3 separate regions of the Sus scrofa genome follow, and regions 2 and 3 are each linked to region 1. A link is a contact called in public HiChIP or PLAC-seq data. All regions are on one chromosome and are shown on one strand. The core of a region is the stretch at or near the end of the contact, and the rest is flanking DNA. Distances in the headings are between cores, read along the strand shown. Region 1 holds the start of CDCA8 (borealin). Region 2 holds the start of C6H1orf122. Region 3 holds the start of GNL2 (nucleolar GTP-binding protein 2).

Region 1 (2,823 bases), core at 163-2,662:
AGTTCCCAGGCTAGAAATCGATTTGGAGCTGCAGCTGCTGGCCTACGCCACAGCCATAGCCATGCAGGATCTGAGTCCTGTCTTCAACCTACACCACAGCTCATGGCAACACCAATCCTTAACCCACTGAGTGGGGCCAGGGATCCAAACTGCATCCTCATGGATACTAGTCAGATTCGTTACCACTGAGCCACAGTGGGAACTCCCTGATCTGCCCATTTTAAAACTGGCAATTTCCATAAGCAGAAGGACCTGCTTGGGGTTATCCTTCCACCTGAGCTCTGGTAACAGACCAAGTTATTCATTTGTTTGTTTTTAAATGGTTGGATCAAAAAAAAAAAATCTTATAATGTGAATCCACATTTTAGTATGTCCATAAATACATGTTTATTGGAATACAGCTGTGCCCATTCATTACAGCTGTTTCGGAACTATCACAGCAGAGATGAGTAGTTTTCAATGAGAACCATTTGGCCCATAAAGCCTAAAATATTTACTACCCGATTCTGTAGAGAAAATGTTTGTTTGCCTACCTGCACAAGTAGATGAGGTTAAAAGCAAAGGAGAAAAATAAAGCAAGGCAGTGAGACAGAGTGGGGATGGGTAAGGTTGCAGTTTCCTACAGGGATCTTGGACGACTTCAGGATGAAGATGAAGGCTGTCATTGGAACCACAGAAGGGCTCCAGGTCGAGGCCTGGGGAAACTCTAGCAGCTCTTACCGAAGTACTCGAGCCAGTTCATCTCGCGCAGTGCCTTGGGGAGTCGCAGGATCTCGATGTTGTACAGGTTATCCATCTCCTTGAGGAGGTTCTGCCTGTCTGACTGAATTTGCTTGGATCGTATTTGCACTGCAAGAGGGCAGAGCGGACAAGACGTGGGTCACCAGTGGGCAAACGGGGCCTGGAATCCGTGCGGCCTGCGCCCCAACCCGCCAGCACCCCGCGATTGTCCCAGATGCCAGCGACCTCCCGGGCTCCGCCCCTTACCTTCACGGTCGAAGTCTTTAAGAAAGGAAGCGAGCTTTCGGCTCCGTAGCGAGTTGTTCTTGGCCACCCGACTGCCGCCTTTCCTAGCCGGAGCCATGGCACTTCGCTGGAGACTGCGGGGAGAGAGGGGCCAAGCCAAAGGGTGTCAGCGGCGGAGAAAGGGAGGGAAAGGGGGCCGCGAAGGAGCAGGAGAGGGCGGAGGACACCCCAGGGGGGTTGGAAGGGGACCCCTGCCCTTCCCGGCATGAGCATAAACGATTCGCGAGGCACTCACCTGTGGGCCCCGGTAATAGGGGCTGAGAAAACCCTGGCTGCTTCAGCTGAGAGGGAGCGGCTCCGGGACTAACCGGACGTGCGACCGCCGCCACCAAATTCAAACTGCCACAAGCTGACCAATGAGAAGCCGCCGTCTTAGAGGGTCCCACAACAGCCAATCGCAGGGACGCTCTGCGATCGGCCAGTCAATTCACACGCAGGACTACAGCACCCAGAAGTCATTGCAGTTTGACGGCATATTTTCGCGACTCTGTAGCCACGTTGGGGCATGCGCAAAGAGAGTCCCTAAGGCTCTTGAGGGCCTAGAGAGGTCCTCAGACTTTAACTGCCTTAGCTTTAACTTTTGCCGCTGGTTTAGGGAAGGCGAGCCGTAACTTCATGGAGAGGAGACAAGGTTCGGGTTCAGGAAACTCGAGACGGCCCGGGAAACCCACAGTCTGAAACAGAAAACTACCCGAAGCCGGATGAGCCTCCTGCGAGGAATAGTCAAGAAATCTTTCCCGAGGTGGGAAATAAGGGTCCTGCCTTCCGAGAGCCTGTGTAAAGGTAAGACAACCCCTCACTCTAGAAACTCCCGTCGGGAGGGATAGACAGCTACCTGAGGAAACCCTGGGTTAGCTGGACCTCACTTGAGAACGGAAATAACTCCTACCGACTTGGTACTTCCCCTACCGACTTGGGACTCTAGGGCTGTGTCTTTTTTTTTTTTTTCCTCCCACAGAAGATGACTCAAGTTGGGCCTTTGCTTGCCGTGCAGGAGGCCCTAAGGAAGTGCTTTCTCGTGGTGGAGGAGCAGCAAGGCCTGTGGCAGAGCGTTCTTAAGGACTGCCCGCCGCTCCTGGCCTCCCTCAGTAACCTGGCAGAGCAGCTGCAGGCCGCACAAAATCTGCGATTTGAAGATGTGCCGGCACTTCGGGCCTTCCCAGACTTACAGGAGCGGCTGAGACGCAAGCAGCTGGCGGCTGGTGACATTGTCCTGGACAAGCTAGAGGAGAGGCTGTAAGAGGTTTAGTGGCTCTGTTCTTGGTGGAAAGATTTTAAAGCTAGGTGTTTAGAAAACTAGGATCAGTTAGAAGGATGTTTTTCTCCTTACTTGAGAGCTTTGTATTTGGGGATGTGTCAACCTTACGTGCTTTTCATCTGTTGCAATGGGACCTCTGTCAAAAAGCCACTTTCTGACATTTCTTTTGTCAGGCTAGGGGTGGCAATGGTGGACTTCGTAAAAGTTACCAAAGCAGAACAGAAAAACAGTGGAGAAAGCTTATTAGCCCTCCTCTGTAAGTTTTTCTTTGGTAAAAAGCAGCAAAGAGCTGTACTATAAACTTAGTGGGTGCCAGAGCTGAGGGTTTTACGTCCATTATCCGTAAAATCTTTTCTGCACCTCTATGACTTAACCTCACTTAATCTCATTTTTCCGGTGAGGCAGCTGAGGCCCAAGCAGATTGCCTGTGGTCCTGCAATTAGTAAATGGTAAAGCTGGGATTCTCATCCAAGTGTATCTGACACCAAGGCCGGAGCTCTTAACCACTACTTTGTTCTGCTGTACATTGGTGTGTCTGT
Region 2 (2,818 bases), core at 9-2,508, 83 kb before region 1:
CCATCCCTGCCCATGGTTGTCCATTTTCAACCGCTTCCCCCCATCCCCAGGCATCAAAGTCTTAGACAGGGGACAGAAAGGAAAAGGTCGGTCACCAGGAGAGTCTGCAGGTTTCCTTTTAATCAAGGCTCTGCTAAAAGTGTTTCCTGGGGCTAAGAGCCCCCAAAGCATGAAATGGACATGTAACACCACCTGGATCCCACAAAGCAGGCCAGACCACTCTGGCAAGCACTGCTGGCCTGCCCAAATCCGGATAATCAGACTGGGTATTCGCTGGCTACATTTCAAAGCTCAGCACTGCCTTCGGCCAGGATGAAGTGGGAGTGAACCCAGCTGCCAGCAGAGCTGCCACCCCAGGCTGAGAGCCAAATACCAGCCACTGCCAGTGAAGACTGGCCCCTTTATTGAAAGGGAGTTGTTCAGAGTCCAGCCACCAGCCCCGGGGAGGGAGAGAAGTCAGGGCGCCCCGCTCGGAGATGGTCAGGGCTCCGCAGCTCCATCGCCAGCATCCTTTGGAAAGCCACCTCTGGTGGAGACAGCTGGCTGGGAGGGCGCTCCAGGTTTGGCTGAGACGTTCTGATTGGAACAGGTTGGGGGGGGGAAAAAAAAGTGAGGCTGGGAAGAAAGGCCCTGGATTAGGCCCCCGCAAGAGATGGCCACTTGGCATCTGGATAGCACTTAACTTTTTCAAAGCCTCTCATCCAGATGAAAGGCAGTGGGGGTAAAGCGGTGGGGACACTCTTCCACCCTCCAGGGAAAGCTAGGGCTAGCAAGTGCGGCCAGTGGGTAGTCCCCACCTCCCAGGCCCAGCCCGGGGTGGGCACTGACCCCGCCACCAGCCGGCTCCGGGCGCCGGCGGCCCAGCTGCCGCAGCATCTCCTCGCAGGCGGCGATGGTGTCCAGGAGCTGCCGCTGCCGCTGCTCCACCGCGTCCAGCAGCTGCTGGGCGCGCTCATCCCGGGGCGGCTGCGGGGGTGGCCTCCCGCCGAGCCCCAGCCCCGCCTTCCCACGGTCCACGCCGGCAGCCTCCCTGCCCGGGAGAGAGCGAGACAGACGGTCAGGGCCGGCGCTTGCGCGGGGTCAGAGCCCCTTCCCCCCTCCCCGACGGGCCCCCTCTCACCCCCGTGACCAGTCTGAGCCCGGGCCCCATTCCATCTCCGCCTGCGCGGCCCGACCACCGCCCCCCTTTCGGCCGCCCCCCCTCCCCAGCGCTGCGCCAGGGCTCCGCAAAGCTGCGCCCCGCCCCGTCCCCACCGGTCTCCTTCAATCCTCCTGGGGGTCGCGGTCCCTTTAAGTTGCCCGGCGCGGAGGTGGGGCCGAGCTTCTCGAACCGGAAGCTGAGTGGGCGCGTCACTTCCTCCCGGAAGTGGGTCTGGGCGGATGTCTCCGGCGCGTCCGTGCAGGGGGCTGAGGGCCGCGGTGGCTGCCAGCATGGGGTTGAGCGAGGGGCCGGCGGGCTCCGCCCGGAGCGGGCGTCTCCTCCGCCCGCCGAGCCCCGCTCCGGCAGCGCCGGGGGCCCGGCTGTTGCGGCTCCCAGGGAGCGGGGCCGTGCGGGCCGCAAGCCCGGAGCGCGCCGGCTGGACCGAGGCACTGCGGGCCGCCGTGGCCGAGCTGCGCGCCGGCGCCGTGGTGGCCGTTCCCACCGATACGCTGTACGGCCTGGCCTGCTCCGCGAGCTGCTCAGAAGCACTGGGCGCCGTGTACCTCGCCAAGGGCCGCAGCGAGACCAAGCCGCTGGCCGTATGCCTGGGCCGCGTGGCCGACGTCTACAGGTGAGGCCGCCCCGACCCGGCCCCGCTGGGGGCGGCACCGCGGGAGGGGTTTCCGGTGACAGGCTTGGGAGACTGAGGCGCAGAGAGCGGGAGGGGCTTGTCCATGCTCACCCAGGAATCCGGAACTGGAAACGTGTGCGAAGCACTTGGCGTCTGCCAGCCTTAAACGAGCTCGGGGGCGCACCGATAATTGAGGCAGTAGGGGTCCCTATTCTGACGCTTTCGTGGTAATGGGGGGGGGGGACTGCCACGGTTTAAGAAAAAAGCGGGGGACCACATTGCTTAGTTTAATAGTGCCATGAAGAAAGTAAAACATGGAGCGTGAAAGCGCTGTAGCTCGGAGACGAGAGGCATGTGGGCTCCAAGCTTGGGATGCTCCACTGGTGCCCTACCTTCTGCTCAAATTCTTGGGGGCTTGAAGAAAAAAGACAGGTGGATCCCCTTGTAGTCGCTAGGGTCACCTTTTCTAGATCTCCCTAGAGTCTGGAATAGGACCAGCAGTGCCTTTCGTTTGGTTGGATTTGTGCCCACTTTGTTCCCAGGTACTGCCATGTGAGAGTACCTGAGGGGCTCCTGAACGACCTGTTGCCAGGACCAGTGACCCTGGTGATGGAACGCTCAGAAGAGCTCAACAAGGACCTGAACCCCTTCACTCCCGTGAGTCAGGTTCTCTTGTGTCCCCAGACTCTTGCCATTTGGCTTTTGCTAGGATCCAAGTCAGACCCATTGCCCACCCCTTCCAGCCTTTCTGATGATGCCCTTTCCCTTGCCTCAAAGCTTGTAGGCGTCCGGATTCCCGACCATGCCTTCATGCAGGATTTGGCCCAGGTGTTTGGGGGACCACTTGCCCTCACCAGCGCCAACCTCAGCTCCCAGGCCAGCTCTCTGAATGTCCAGGTGAGACCCAGCCCTCTCCCCGGAAACACCACCAGGCCGGTTTTCTCTGAACCAGGGGGTGCTGACCATTCACTGGAATTGCCTGGCAGGGGAACCACCATTTCGATCTTATGGTCCGAAGTCTCTGCCCAGTTGGCTGGGGGTGAAGT
Region 3 (2,715 bases), core at 137-2,636, 100 kb after region 1:
AAACTTATGTATTGAAACTCTAATCCCTGATGTGATGGTATTGGGAGGATAATTAGGTTTAGATGAGGTCATGAGGATGCAGCCCATGATGGGATTAGTGCCCTTCTAAGGAGAGGAAGAGACCAGTGACCTTCCCCTTTCCCCAGCCTGTGAGGATACAGTGAGAAGATAGATGTCTACAAGCTAGGAAGAGAGTTCTCACTAGGAACCAAACCATGCGGGCACCCTGACCTTTGACTTCCCAGCCCCCAGCATGATGAGAAATCAATGTTTGTGGTTTAAGCCACTCAGTCTATGGTATTTTTTTATAGCAGCCCTAGCTAAGATGTCATCCATTCATTCCTTCATTCAGTGAATATGTATTTAGTCCTTACTATATTTCAAGGTTTTTTTGAAGTCTTGTAGACACAGCAGTGAACAAACTTTTGAGGTCTCTACTCTCAAGAAGCTTGCAATCCAGTTTGGGGGAAGCAGCCGATAAACTTGGAAACAACCTAATTTCAAGTAAGAATAAGTGCCATGAAATAAATACAACCAAATACTATAAGCGAATAACTACAGAAGAATGGGAGATGGCTGAGTTAGACCAATTAGACAGGAAAGACTTCTCCCAGAAGAAAGGGTTGCCGGATAAAATACAGGATGCCCAATTAAATTTGAATTTCATATAAATAATAAACATGTTTAGTATAAGTATGTCCCAAATATTGCCTGGGGCATACTTATACTAAAATATATTCCATTGTTTATCTGGAATTCAAATTTAACTGGGGAAAGAATAACAAATTTAATTGGGCAATCCTGTTTTTTTATTTGCTAACACTTGCAACCCTACCAGTAGGTGACATTTGAGCTAAGAACTGAAAGATCAGAAGGAACTAGCTATGCAAAGGTTTAGGGAAATGATGATTCAGGCAGAAGGAACAGCCAGTGTAAATGTCAGAATAACCAGAAGGAGGGAGGTACAAATGAGGTCAAGTAAATACGCAGGGACCAGATCATGCAGAATTCTGCAGGAATGGCCAAGAGTTTAAATCTCTCTCTCTTTCTCTCTCTCTGGAATTTTAAGAAGGGTGACAAGATCTAGTTGGTATTTAGCTGCTGTGTGGTCGGCGACGTTTGGAAGGGCTTAGAGGACAAATTCAGAAGATAATTAAACTCAAGCTTGTGTCATTGACCTGGGAAGAGGCACCTAAGTTTGTGCGTGGACTCCACTAGCGGTTCTAGGCCGCGCGTCCTGGGTAACCAGGCGGTTGCTATGGAATGTAGCTTGGCGGTTGCTAGGGAGAAAGCGAGGCGGGGCTGGACGCAAGGAAACATCTAAGAGGCCGGCGCGGGGGCGGAGCCAGGAGTGCGGCGGCGCGCGTTCGCCGGAAGTCGTTCGGGGGAAGCACGGGGTGCGAGCGGAAGTGACGTCGGCCTGCGCACGCGGTCCAGCGTAGTTCGAGCGGGTGACCTCGGTTCGTTTTGGGAAGTTAAGAGCTGTTTTACCTGACACAGGCCGGACCCAGCACTCCGGTCCCCGTCCCTTCGGCAAGATGGTGAAGCCCAAGTACAAAGGACGGAGTACTATCAACCCTTCTAATGCCAGCACAAATCCCGGTACAGGCAGCGGGGCTCGCGGAGGGTGGGGCTTTGGAGGAAGCTTGGGGGGAGGGACGCCGGGTGGTTTTACATGAACTGAGCTCAAGCAAAGTGGCCTTTGAGGATGAGAAGGAGGATAATTCCTTGTTCGGAGGCCCTGAGGAGGGCTGACTCTGGCACGTCCGTCAAGACTAGATGCCAGGCAATGGGTCTAAAGCCGGGAGAAGTGAACACTCAGGCCTGGCAGTCTTAGGGCGTCTCCGACTGAGAGGTGCAAGCTCCGAGTTGTCAGGGGGCTCTTAAATGTGACTTCTTGTGTTCCTGTGTGTGTCACGTGTTGAAGCCCCTTCCCCAATATAGTTCAGTCTTGTATGAGTCCAGCTCTCCAGCTCAAGGAATTACTAAAAGTAAATTAGATGAAATCAAGACTAAAAGGGATGTAGCCCGACCCAGCTGGCCTTTTGCACTGGCCCACACTTGCCTGCCACCTTTGCTTTGACCATTGAAATGAGAAAGAAATTGTAGATTTGGCTCTTGGGGTCGTCCCGTCTGGTAAAGTGCATAGAAAACGCTGCAGATAAATCACTACAGTCATTTCAGTAAAGATGTTTTTTAAGATGTGTGTGAGGTTCCACCACAAGATGAACAAGATAACTTTGGGGGGAGTCCCTTCCATTCGGGTTTGGTTAATAAAATGTATTAAGATATGGCTTAAAGGTTTTTTTTAAATTTTGATTCATGTTGAATGTTTTCCCTAGATTGCTGATAAATTATTCCGCTGGTGTAGACTGGAATTTTACAGTTAGACCCGATAAGGCCGTTACAGACCAAGACATGATAGATGAAGAGACCTAGCCAAAATAGGGCAAGTGGCTTGTCACAGTTGGTACAGTTAGTGAGTAGTAGAGCCACCAGTCCTGTGATTTCAGTCTGTTTTCTACTGCATCACTTCAGGAGTAGACAGGTGACTTGAGAAGCCAGGCCAGTATGCTCATTTGTCCTTTTTCTCTCTGAGGTGTAAGGCAAGAATTACTATTTATTTGCTGTTGATTACACTGAGATCAAACATTGGGAAATGAAAAAGCTGGTACATTAGGAACATATATGTATTAGAATCATAGTCTTCATGAT

The links. HiChIP or PLAC-seq counts read pairs in DNA pulled down with a chosen protein or histone mark.
Region 2: a contact with region 1 is called in an H3K27ac HiChIP or PLAC-seq map of alveolar macrophages. The contact joins the promoter of C6H1orf122 here to the promoter of CDCA8 in region 1. A contact is called at or near these places in 1 of 5 promoter capture datasets (liver), 9 of 47 Hi-C or Micro-C datasets (embryonic fibroblasts, epiblast stem cells, fetal heart ventricle and 4 more) and 1 of 2 datasets of contacts at active chromatin or transcription factors (alveolar macrophages).
Region 3: an H3K27ac HiChIP or PLAC-seq map of alveolar macrophages shows a contact between it and region 1. The contact joins the promoter of GNL2 here to the promoter of CDCA8 in region 1. A contact is called at or near these places in 3 of 5 promoter capture datasets (fetal liver, fetal skeletal muscle and liver), 10 of 47 Hi-C or Micro-C datasets (alveolar macrophages, embryonic fibroblasts, epiblast stem cells and 5 more) and 2 of 2 datasets of contacts at active chromatin or transcription factors (alveolar macrophages and skeletal muscle).

The regions. Positions count from the first base shown.
Region 1 is chr6:93,749,283-93,752,105 of Sscrofa11.1, reverse strand. It overlaps CDCA8 (borealin), which reads right to left and starts at 1,412. Exons shown (of 11, transcript XM_021095971.1): 1 at 1,262-1,412; 2 at 988-1,100; 3 at 721-849. The coding sequence starts at 1,084. C6H1orf109 reads left to right here and starts at 1,510. Exons shown (of 5, transcript XM_021095972.1): 1 at 1,510-1,809; 2 at 1,985-2,262. The coding sequence starts at 1,988.
Region 2 is chr6:93,832,206-93,835,023 of Sscrofa11.1, reverse strand. C6H1orf122 reads right to left here and starts at 1,258. Exons shown (of 3, transcript XM_021095979.1): 1 at 1,121-1,258; 2 at 829-1,030; 3 at 99-576. The coding sequence starts at 1,155. The coding sequence ends at 481. YRDC (yrdC domain-containing protein, mitochondrial) reads left to right here and starts at 1,248. Exons shown (of 5, transcript XM_021095978.1): 1 at 1,248-1,772; 2 at 2,315-2,429; 3 at 2,550-2,669. The coding sequence starts at 1,381.
Region 3 is chr6:93,644,651-93,647,365 of Sscrofa11.1, reverse strand. GNL2 (nucleolar GTP-binding protein 2) reads left to right here and starts at 1,386. Exons shown (of 16, transcript XM_021095967.1): 1 at 1,386-1,602. The coding sequence starts at 1,539.